Regions from separate parts of the Mus musculus genome. Here regions 2 and 3 are each linked to region 1. A link is a contact called in public HiChIP or PLAC-seq and promoter capture Hi-C data. All regions are on one chromosome and are shown on one strand. The core of a region is the stretch at or near the end of the contact, and the rest is flanking DNA. Distances in the headings are between cores, read along the strand shown.

The links. Promoter capture Hi-C pulls out the DNA fragments that hold promoters and counts their contacts. HiChIP or PLAC-seq counts read pairs in DNA pulled down with a chosen protein or histone mark.
Region 2: a contact with region 1 is called in an H3K4me3 HiChIP or PLAC-seq map of bone marrow-derived macrophages, with 2.6 times the contacts expected there. The contact joins the enhancer-like site here to the promoter of Atp6v0e in region 1. A contact is called at or near these places in 5 of 39 promoter capture datasets (the 3T3-L1 cell line, the SN4741 cell line, liver and 2 more) and 1 of 115 datasets of contacts at active chromatin or transcription factors (bone marrow-derived macrophages).
Region 3: a contact with region 1 is called in a promoter capture Hi-C map of the SN4741 cell line, with 2.9 times the contacts expected there. The contact joins the promoter of Neurl1b here to the promoter of Atp6v0e in region 1. A contact is called at or near these places in 6 of 39 promoter capture datasets (the SN4741 cell line, embryonic stem cells, liver and 1 more), 5 of 115 datasets of contacts at active chromatin or transcription factors (bone marrow-derived macrophages, embryonic stem cells, epiblast stem cells and 1 more) and 4 of 9 other capture datasets (adipose tissue, liver, macrophages and 1 more).

Annotation. Positions count from the first base shown.
Region 1 is chr17:26,674,757-26,678,054 of GRCm38.p6, reverse strand. Atp6v0e (ATPase, H+ transporting, lysosomal V0 subunit E) reads right to left here and starts at 1,659. Exons shown (of 4, transcript NM_025272.2): 1 at 1,477-1,659. The coding sequence starts at 1,580.
Region 2 is chr17:27,117,635-27,120,932 of GRCm38.p6, reverse strand. Itpr3 (inositol 1,4,5-triphosphate receptor 3) reads right to left here. Exons shown (of 58, transcript NM_080553.3): 52 at 3,008-3,200; 53 at 2,472-2,576; 54 at 2,261-2,388; 55 at 1,553-1,718; 56 at 905-1,065; 57 at 1-2. Among named protein-coding and RNA genes, the nearest start is that of Uqcc2, 15 kb to the left of the region's middle. Within about 2 kb of position 1,547, at least 59 of the 459 cell types and tissues checked have an H3K27ac peak or open chromatin away from gene starts, as enhancers often do. A contact at or near this core is called in bone marrow-derived macrophages, where this site is marked.
Region 3 is chr17:26,413,240-26,416,537 of GRCm38.p6, reverse strand. Neurl1b (neuralized E3 ubiquitin protein ligase 1B) reads right to left here and starts at 1,679. Exons shown (of 5, transcript NM_001081656.3): 1 at 1,543-1,679. The coding sequence starts at 1,573.

The sequences.
Region 1 (3,298 bases), core at 410-2,909:
TGGAGCCTCCCTGATGCTTGCAAAGGACAGATATTCACCTATCATTTCCCTTTCAAAAGCCATTTAATTGCGACCTGGAGAGATGGCTCTTTGGTTAAGTACACTTGCTCTTCCAGAAGACCTAGATTCAAGTCCCAGCACCCACGTGACAGCTAATGACCATCTGTAACTCCAATTCCAAGGGATCCAAATGCCTCTGTGGACATTGCACGCATGATGCCCTTACATACATGCAGCTATACACTTATATACATAAAATAATACATACATCTTTAAAAGTGCTTTCTTAGGCTAATAGAAAAAACACTGTTAAAAGTCAGTGTATTCCAGACAGTAATAGAAGCCAATATCACAAAACAGTAAAACTTCAGCTGGGCGTGGTGGCGCACACCTTTAATCCCAGCACTTGGGAGGCAGAGGCAGGTGGATTTCTGAGTTTGAGCTAGCCTGGTCTACACAGTGAGTTCCAGGATGGCCAGGGCTACACAGAGAAACCTTATCTTGACCCCCCCCCCAAACAAACAAACAAACCCCCCAAAGCCCCCCCAAAACAAAGAAACCCACAGTAAAACTTTCTCTAATCAAAATGGCCCACTCAGTAAACATTGTCTACTCTACAAAGTGTTGTGGAGCTAAACACTATGTACCCACCATTCAGTGTCTAACCATTAAAGCAAGAGACGTTTCTGACACACTACTACTTAAGATCAAGTGTCACCTCCACATGATCTTGAGTGAGAGGGAAAAAATTACTTAATTCAAAAGAGGAACTAGAAAGAGGGTGCCCTAGGCTCCTCTGAAAAGGTTTGTTTTTACACTGCAATACAGAAGTTTATCTCCAAACAGAGAAAACGGTATTCTGCAAACCTTAGATGGGGGAATGAAAATCTTGGCCAACCACTGTAAATACTGTTTACAAGTAAGGGCAGGAGCGCCCTGGAAGGTATGACGCAGAGGTTTCTACACAATGCCTTCAGCTCTGGGTGATTTAACCTCGTTTAGATCAGGCTCACCCTGGCTTGGGTTGGGCCCACTAGCTGCAAAGGCTGAACTTAACGCTCTGCATCAAGCTTGTCTGAGTCCGAAACTGCGACAGCAAGGGGGCGAGAGGGAGATTTCTGTTCTCAGATCCCTTTCTTTGAGGTTTAGGCAAAAAGCCTCCCGTGCATCAAAGACAGAACCAAAGCAGCGACAGTGGCTTGGGAGGCGCCCTAATTTCTCTTCAGTCGAAGTGCACACTTTTAGTCCATCAAGACAAAAAGCACTCCCTAAAATTCACTTCCGGGAGGGGCCGCCAAAGGTGACCTCACCCTCCAGCCGGGGACGTTGACAGGCTCTGAGGAGCGCATGCGGTCCTCCCCTCTGTGGTCCACCCCGCCTCATCCTCCCGCCGTAGTCCTCCACGTACGATCCTTCTCTCCGTGATCCTCCCACCGGGGTCCTCCGCTCCCACCACCTTGGACCTGGCGCACTTACCCCCGGTTAGGACCCTTGGGGATAAACCAGGGCACGAGGAGGCCCACGAAGCCCCAGAACACGCTCATCACGATCAAAGGCACAGTAAGGCCGTGGTATGCCATGCCTGCGCCCCAGCAGCCGAATCGGTCCGGAGCCTCGCTCTCGTCCCACCCGGAAGTGTCAACAGAGGCTCACGTGATCGGCGCGCTAAAGCCCCGCCCTTTGCGCGCGGCGTGACTCGACCGTCGGACTCCGCCCCTTAGACTAGAGCCCCGCCCTTACCTGGCTAGTCTCAAGGCTGTGGTTCCATGGGGCTTGACTGAGATGAACCTCCAGCCACCGGGGAGGGGACCAGCAGAGTTTTCTGGAAAGAACTTAGGCCCATTTTGGTGATGTGTCATTTACAGTTTTATCTATATTTTACGCGCAGACATAAATAAGTAAAACCTACAATAGTGGACTACTGTTCTAGAGTCTTGTATGCTAGGCTCCTGCTTTGCATTCTTCCATAGCCCATGAACTACTCACAATCGCCATCTCTGCTGCAAGTGAAGAATCACAGTCGCATTGTAAGTAACTTCACGGTTGTAAGGCTCTTAATCGTTGGTGCTGCTGTGTGTCTTGTACAGAGTGCCAGGGTCTGAGTTACAGAAGTAAATCTGACAGCCATCTGAGAGAGGTCACATCTCCAGAGAAGATGGACAGCTGAGGATGACCAGGCCCTACTTTGCATTCCCGCCAGTTGTCACAACAGTTTCAATAAGAATAGGAATTATCGGGGCTGGTGAGATGGCTCAGCAGGTAAGAGCACCCGACTGCTCTTCCAAAGGTCCTTAGTTCAAATCCCAGCAACCACATGGTGGCTCACAACCATCTGTAACAAGATCTGATTCCCTCTTCTGGTGTGTCTGAAGACAGCTACAGTGTACTTACATATAATAAATAAATAAATCTTAAAAAAAAAAAGAATAGGAATTATCACCGGGCATCGTGGAACACGCCTTTAATCCCAGCACTCAGGAGGCAGAGGCAGGCAGATTTCTGAGTTCGAAGCCAGCCTGCTCTACAGAGTGAGTACCAGGACAGCCAGGGCTACACAGGGAAACCCTGTCTCGAAACAAACAAACAAACAAACAAGAATAGGAATTAGCCAGAAATATCATTGTGGCTCGCCAGAATTGTAGGCTCATTGCACCATGAACTTCCTGAGACACAGAGGAGGGGAGCAATTCTTGGAGGTTTTTTTTTCCCTTGGGGCCAGGGACTTGCTATGAGGAACACAACAGCTCCCAAATGCTGGGATTGCCAGTGAAGCACCATGCTGAGCTGAGGTTGGTTTTGCAGAAGCTTGCAGACAGAGCAAGATGAAAAGGGAGATCTGGCAGCTGAATCCAGTGTGCTGGCTGTGGATCCATTTCCCCGTAGTAGCCACCTCTCCTGATTTCTTCATCAAGTAGAATGGATTCCTGAATTAATTGGACCCTTCAGCAGCTGTACCATCTTTGCAAATGATTTTCAGACTTTAACTGAGCCAGCTGTAGTGGCCGCATACTTTTAATCCCAGAATTTAGAAGGTGAAGGCTGGCAGAACCATGCAGTTAGGAACAGGCCAAACTAGACTCAGAACTCAATTTGAAGTGGAGGTCCATCTATTGGTCATGTCTTGATAGTCACTCAGCTCACCATTAGTAATCTGAAATAATTTGTTTCTTTAAAATAGTCATGTAATTTATGTCAGGTGATGGTGGTACACACCTTTAAAAGCAACACTCAGAAGGCAGAGGCAGGTGAATCTCTGTGGATTCAAGGCTAGCCTGGTTTACAGAGAGATTTTTAGTCA
Region 2 (3,298 bases), core at 298-2,797, 440 kb before region 1:
TTCTGGAACAGAGTGCCGCGGTGAGAGAGGGCCATGCCCTTTACCAGACGGCCAGCAGGGGGCGTAACATGGGAAAATCTGAACTGGCTTGGGTCCTCCCAGGTGGGCTGCCTTCCGTGAGATGGCTCCATCCTCCTGTGGGCCATCTGCTCACTCCCCGCCACAGCCACGGAGCAGGAAGGCCAAGACCCAGACTTGCTCCCTTCCTTTCCGCTGCTGCAGACGAGCATGTCCCGTGCTCAGGGAACAGGAGAGTCACACAGATGGCAGTCTGGGAGGGGGAGCCTCTGAAAGAAGGGAAGCCATGCTTCCCGAGATAGAGAAGCAGGGGAGAAGGGCTCGAGCCAAGCAGTTTGCTGGTTCCCTGTCACAACTGTGAATTCTCAGACCAACAGTTAAACCTCTCTAGACCAAACTCGGCACTGCCACAGTGACTAGAAATTAGGAGGATTATGTTTTAATTCCTCTAAGCCTGGTATTTTTAAGCTGCTCCAGGCTTTCTCTCTGACTGGGACAATGTTGACTTTAGGAAGCTGTTCTCCCATGCTGTGCTTTCTAAAAGAGGTCCTGTGGGGAATCTACATCCCTCAGTGGGGTCTCCCCACTCCACTGCCCAACCCCCCAACTGCTGCTGTGCAGGGGTGAGGGGGGAAGCTGGTTCACCACGCTTCTCTGGGGCTGACAGATTCATTGCATGTTTGCTTTCTCCATATAGCAGGAGTGTGGGTCCACCCACGGGTGGTGGTGGCCAGCAGGGCTTTGCACAGTGAGGGCTGGCCCCAGCTGCTCCTCACTCCTTGGCTGACCCCACAAGCCACTGCAGCTGCCACCCCTCAGGCCAAGGCCAGCAGCTGTTGTGCCTCCTCCCAGGTGTCAATGAGCCCGGGCGCACGGACACCCTCACCTTGATCATCTGAGCCACATAGCTCTCGGGGCCGGTGTAGTCTGTCTTGTTCTTGACTCGGACCAGTACAATGAAGTACAGGTAGTTCCACATGTTATGCTCCAGTTTGATGTGCTCCTCGAAGGACACTGTCTTGTTGTCAAACTTGTCCCTCTCCAGACCTGGGGGCAGAAGGAGGGCCACCACTGAGGACCACCATGGGGACTGCTCCTAACAGCTCTCCTGGGTGATGCGGGTCACTGTTCAAGCTCCAATGCTTAGTGGTGGGGACACCACCGCACGTGGCTGCAGCCCTCCTGCAGAGAAAGCGCTAGGGACTCTGGGAACATCAGGATTACCTGAGCCCAGCAGTGACAGTGACAGCTGGGTCAACAGCATGGCCTGCCAGGTGAGCCCTGCTCTCTGGGCCCTGGCCACTGGTGAGGACATGACTGGATTCAGAAGGAGCAATGGACTAAAACCAGAAGCCTGAGACCACAGTGGCATCAAGTTCCTCTCCTGGAAGGCCGAGGGCTCAAAGCAGTGGCTTCTTGGGCCCCAGTGATCCACCTCAGGCCAGGTCAGCAAGGGTGGGACTGGGTGCCATGGCTCAGATGCCTCCAGCCATGCAGTGGGAAGCCAACAGCCGAGCTAGGAAGTGAGCCTCACCACAGATGAAGCACGTGGTCTTAAGGATTTCCTCTTTCTTCTGCTTCTCGCTGCGCAGATCGGCAAAGGTGTCGATGATCACCCCAAAGATGAGGTTCAACACGATGATGATGACGATAAAGAAGAACAGAAGGTCATACACCACTCTGGCTGGGAAGAGCGACTCCTGCAGAGCACGGGGACACCGTGAGGACAGAATCACCGCAAGCCCCCGAGAGAGACAACAGACAACAGTGACCCCCAGCTGCCAACCAGAAAGATGCCACCAGCTAACATTTAGAAACGGCTGACCAGGAGGAAGCCCTTACAAGTTTGTTGCGTGTGGCAAGTCCTGCTACAAAACAGGGCTTGTTTCTGCCTCTAACTTGGTTAAGGGGGATGGGGGGCAGCTGCGAGCTCCCGGATCAGCAGCCCGGATGCCGCGCCTCTCACATTCCAGAACCTTGGTCTAAGCCAGAGATCAGTGATGGACACAGCTTGGCCGCCCAAGCCAAACTGAGGCTCCACCTTGTCCTCCCTCTCTAGGCTGAGGAAGCCACTGACTGCTGATGGCCCACACCTCCCCAAGCCTCAGAGCCAAGACTGGTTGCCGTGGTGACCCTTGTAGCCTCTACAGTGTGCTGGGGTGGGAAGCTGATAGCTCTGGACAGTGTCACAGAAACTGGCTGGGTGTGGGAGCATCCACGGGACGGGTGGGAAGGTGCTCACATCTTTGGAGGGCTTGCGGAGGATGTCGCCCACGCCACCACCGTTCCTCAGTCCGTGGTTCATGACGGTCACGATACACATAAGTAGAGTGTCACAGGCCCGCTCCGTGCTATCGGGCTCCTCGTCCTCTGCGGGTGGTCAGTATGTTCGGACCCGGGGCTGCCCATTCCACCCCACCCACCCCATCCTATCCTGTAGACGCCGGTCTCACCTTCTAGGATCTCAGGCACTGAGACCTCAGAGACACAGTCCATCTTGTCCCCACTACATGTGCCCATAAATGTGGCAGCTCCGTGTGGCATCCCCAGGGGGCTGGCTAGAGAAGACAGCAACAAGGTCACAAGGATCCCAATGTCTGTCTGACCATAGTGTTTCTCTAGTCTGTCCCAGGAAGCCGCTCCTGGCCCTGCTGGCTCACACAGAGACTGTCACACAGATAGTAGGGTCTCTGACTCTGGACCCAACACCCAGGCAGCCCCTGCAGACACCAAGCTCTGCACGAATGACAGATGCAAATCAAGCCAGAGGCTGTCAAGGCTCTGCCCACCCTTCTGACTGCATCGAGCTCACAGGCATGCATGGGGGTGCAGGTTGACGTAGGCTAGACCTCCCCAAAATCCAACAGGAAGAAGGCAGGAGCTTGGAGGACTAAGCACGCCCTGTCGCCCTATCTGGTGTCGCCACCAGTCACCTGTGCGTGTCCACTGTCACCCCACACACCCACCCCAGAAAGGAAGTCCCCAAGACCTCTGGAGTGGTTCCCGGGCAGCCGGTCCACCTCCAGGATGAAGTCGTCCTTGAGGAAGAGGAAGCCCACGATGGAGAAGAGGTACACAAGGATGAGGGCCAGCAGGGCGGTCAGTAGGATGGAGCGGCCATTGCGGGTCACACTCTTGATGACATTAAACAGCGTCTCCTCTCGGTAGATGAGGTCAAAGAGCTGCAAGGATAGCACCTCCATGAGCCAGGCCCCCCGGCAGTGCCCACGAGCTCCGCCGATGGGGCTGGCAGTGCCCAGGCTGCAATGGAGCAAAGAGA
Region 3 (3,298 bases), core at 430-2,929, 260 kb after region 1:
ACTGAGGGTAGGAGGTTCCCACACAGCATGAGGTGACCTGCCTTGACTCTGAGCCCCCAGCCTAGAGTGCTCCACCCACAGCATCAGACTCCAGGGGAATGGGCACCCCAGCAATGTGTGAGCACCTGGTGAGACAGCCTGTCCCTTGCCTTGCTCCAAGTGTGACCCACAGGTGGCAGAATGGCTTTTTAAAAAACCAACCAGAATAGCACAGGAATTCTAGTTGAGTATGTACTGTGTCTCCGTCATGGGCTTCTGTGACTGCCATCTCTGATGTGACCTCAGGTCCCTCCAGATCGGTGGCTGGGTCTCTTCAGCCTAGCAAGAAGCGGTTATCACTCTGTCTAGTACAGACCCAGGTTCCAAAGCCACCTCTGAAGCTGACCAGCCTGTGACTCCACCTGGCTGACCTTAGGAATGATCCAGTAAAAGCCACCCAGGGGCTTGTTAGTAGAAGGGGCTGTCTGTCTCCCCAGTGGTCCTTAGGTCTCAGGTTGGTCCAATCCCTTCCAGGGGAAGAGACAACTCTATTAGGATAACTGCCGGAGGAAGGGCTGTGGGGGTGTCAGAACAGAGATGGGGTGTCAGCTGGGCTGTGCTAAATCTGACCTACAGCCAACTTGCTTCTTCTCTGAACTACCCTCCCCCAACACACACACACACACACACACACACACACACAGAGAGAGAGAGAGAGAGAGAGAGAGAGAGAGAGAGAGAGAGAGAGAGAGAGAGCCTCTGCTTAAGGATGCTGCGAATGCCGAATGCCCAGTTTTATGCCCAAACACTTCTGAAGACTTGGGACACAGTGGGGGTGAGGGGCGGGGCAGACAGGCTGACAGGGCCCATGCAGTCTCCCACCACTGCCTGTCACCGGGTCATTTCTCCTGTACTGAGGTTAAACTTCTTGTGTAAAATCGGGGTGTCTTTTCTTAGGAGGACGATTCTTTGCAGACAGGCAGTGACAGCCTCGGCGCGCTGACATGTTCCACCATCACTAGGTATTTTCAGCGAGGCGTGGCGTCCCCCGGCCTCCGCACGCCCGCCCCACGCCCCTCGCCCACCGCCTTTCTCGGGTCTAGGAAATTCTAGGGCGCTTTTAACTAGGGGGCGATGCGCCCCACAGCAATGGCTCAGATGGGGCTGGGAGGGCCCCCAACAGAACGGACACCCGAACGGGGCGCAGCCGGGCGCGCGTGGGAACGCCGCCAAGAACTAGCACGTGTGCCGGGGGCGCCTGTGGACTGTACGCGGAGACCCGGGACACCCGCGCCCTGCAACCCCCCTGAAGGGTTCCGGCCGGGGGAAGCCCCGATACCTCCCTCCGGCTCGCTCATTAGCGACCTCCGGCTGGAACAAAGGCGTGGGGCGCACGGCCAAGGCCAGGAAAACCAGGAGGGGTCCGCACATCCCTGCAGGGGTGCGGCTCCGGGGCTCGGGCTCCGGCAACCAGGCTCTGGCTTGCACCCGGGCTCCGCGGCTGCGACGACCCGGGGAGGACCAGGCGCTCCGCGCCACTTCGGGGCGCGGCTCCGGGCGTACCTGGCAGGGTCCGGTGCACCGTGTTGCCCATCGCTACTCCGAGACTCGCGGCGCGGGGCTAGCTGGGCGGGCCGGGGGCCGCGGCCGGGCTGCGGGGCATTGCCGCTGCACCGGCGACCGGCGGGCGGCAGATGGGCGGCGCGGGCGGCGGCGGGAGGAGGCGGAGCCACCGGCCCGGGCGCGCCCGCCCCGCCCCCGCGCCCGCCACCAACCGTGCTTGGGCGGGGCTGGGGCCGCCGCCGCGTCTTTTGAAAGTTTGCACCGGTAGCGCGCTGGAGAGGCGGGGCTGGCCTCCTGCCCTCGTCGTTCCCGCGCGCACCGACCTTGCTCTTTTTGCCAATCGGGATGGGTCGCCGGGTGCCGAGTCCTTGTCCAGGCATTCGGCCACTTTGGGTGGTGCCTCGACTCAGGGACGACGCGCACACATGCAGGTCACGCCAGACAGTGTCAAGGGCTCCATGACAGTCCATCCAGGGTGAGATGGGGGTGGGGGGTAGGGATGGGGAACTTCTCCATCCCCTAGGCCGCATACCTAGGAGGAGAGACTTCAGTATGTAGTGGTTGTTTAGGGGGGGGGGCGGGACCCAGACTTGAGCTCACTGTGCCTTCTTCATTAAAGTACTGCCCACACCCTATGTACCAGGCCCTCTGCTGAGCCCCAGACGCAGTCCCTGCTCTCAAGGAAGAGAAAATTAGCAATCAAGATCACATAGTGGTCAAAACCAACAATAACATTGAAGTGTCAGATAGGGCCGGCTGAGGGTTTTTGAGAGAACGAGGTGGCATGTGAGGTGGGTAGTGTTGCCAGGAGGTACGAGGCGGCGGCGTTGGGGGGGGGGAGGGGGCTGAGAGGGGGAGGTGCATCCACTCCCACCGCATAAATCTTTTCTCAGAACCTTCCAGCCTTGGCTACTCTTCTATAAAAGGCCAGCTAGCCCATGCCACCCCTAGTCCAATTCACAGACTAACACACCAAGGTGGGGGAGGTGTAATGACTCTGTGAGGAGACCCAGTCCCTAACCATTACTTTCAGACTCCCATACTCAGTACTCTCGTCAGTTTAGGAAGCAGGGTTATTACCTCCACAGCACAGACAGGGTAAACCGAGGGTCAGTGGGTAGACGAGATGTCCAAACCTATCTCCCAGTGGCTGAGGGCAAGCTCCCTCTGAAACGGAGTAAAAAGAGGTGCTCAGAGGACCGCCTCCTGCCTTGGTTTCTCGTTGTCCTCAGACTCTCCTCTGTTGTTCCCCAGGAAGCCATGGCCAGACCTATTCTGTACTGAGTTTCTAATTCTCAATTACAAGTGCTCTCAGTTATTTAAAATTTCACCCCAAACTCTGGTGGGCAAAGGTACTTTAGCTGGGTAGGCCTTCACTCTGTATGACCCTGGGGTCCTTAGAGAGGTCGCCATTGCTATAAAAGGAGTTGAGGAATTTCACTTAGATAAAATGGCTCAGGGCAACAGGACTTTGTGGCGGCAGGGTGGGGAAGCTGCTGTTAAAAAGCCACTTTCAGAGCACTCCAGCAAGTGGCTGTGTTTCAGTCACCTCCCCAGATGTTCGCTGCAGCCACTGAACCCACCGCACCCCAACTGTTCTGGTGTGTGTCTCGGGGTGGGGAGGACATGTAGATTTGAAAGGCTGAGGTTGAGCCTCTCGGTCCCCATGTGGATGTGCTGTGGGGAAATGCTATGTCTTCCACGTCAGTGGCAACAACAGCAGACCACACAGGAAAAAAAAAAAAATCAGGACCAG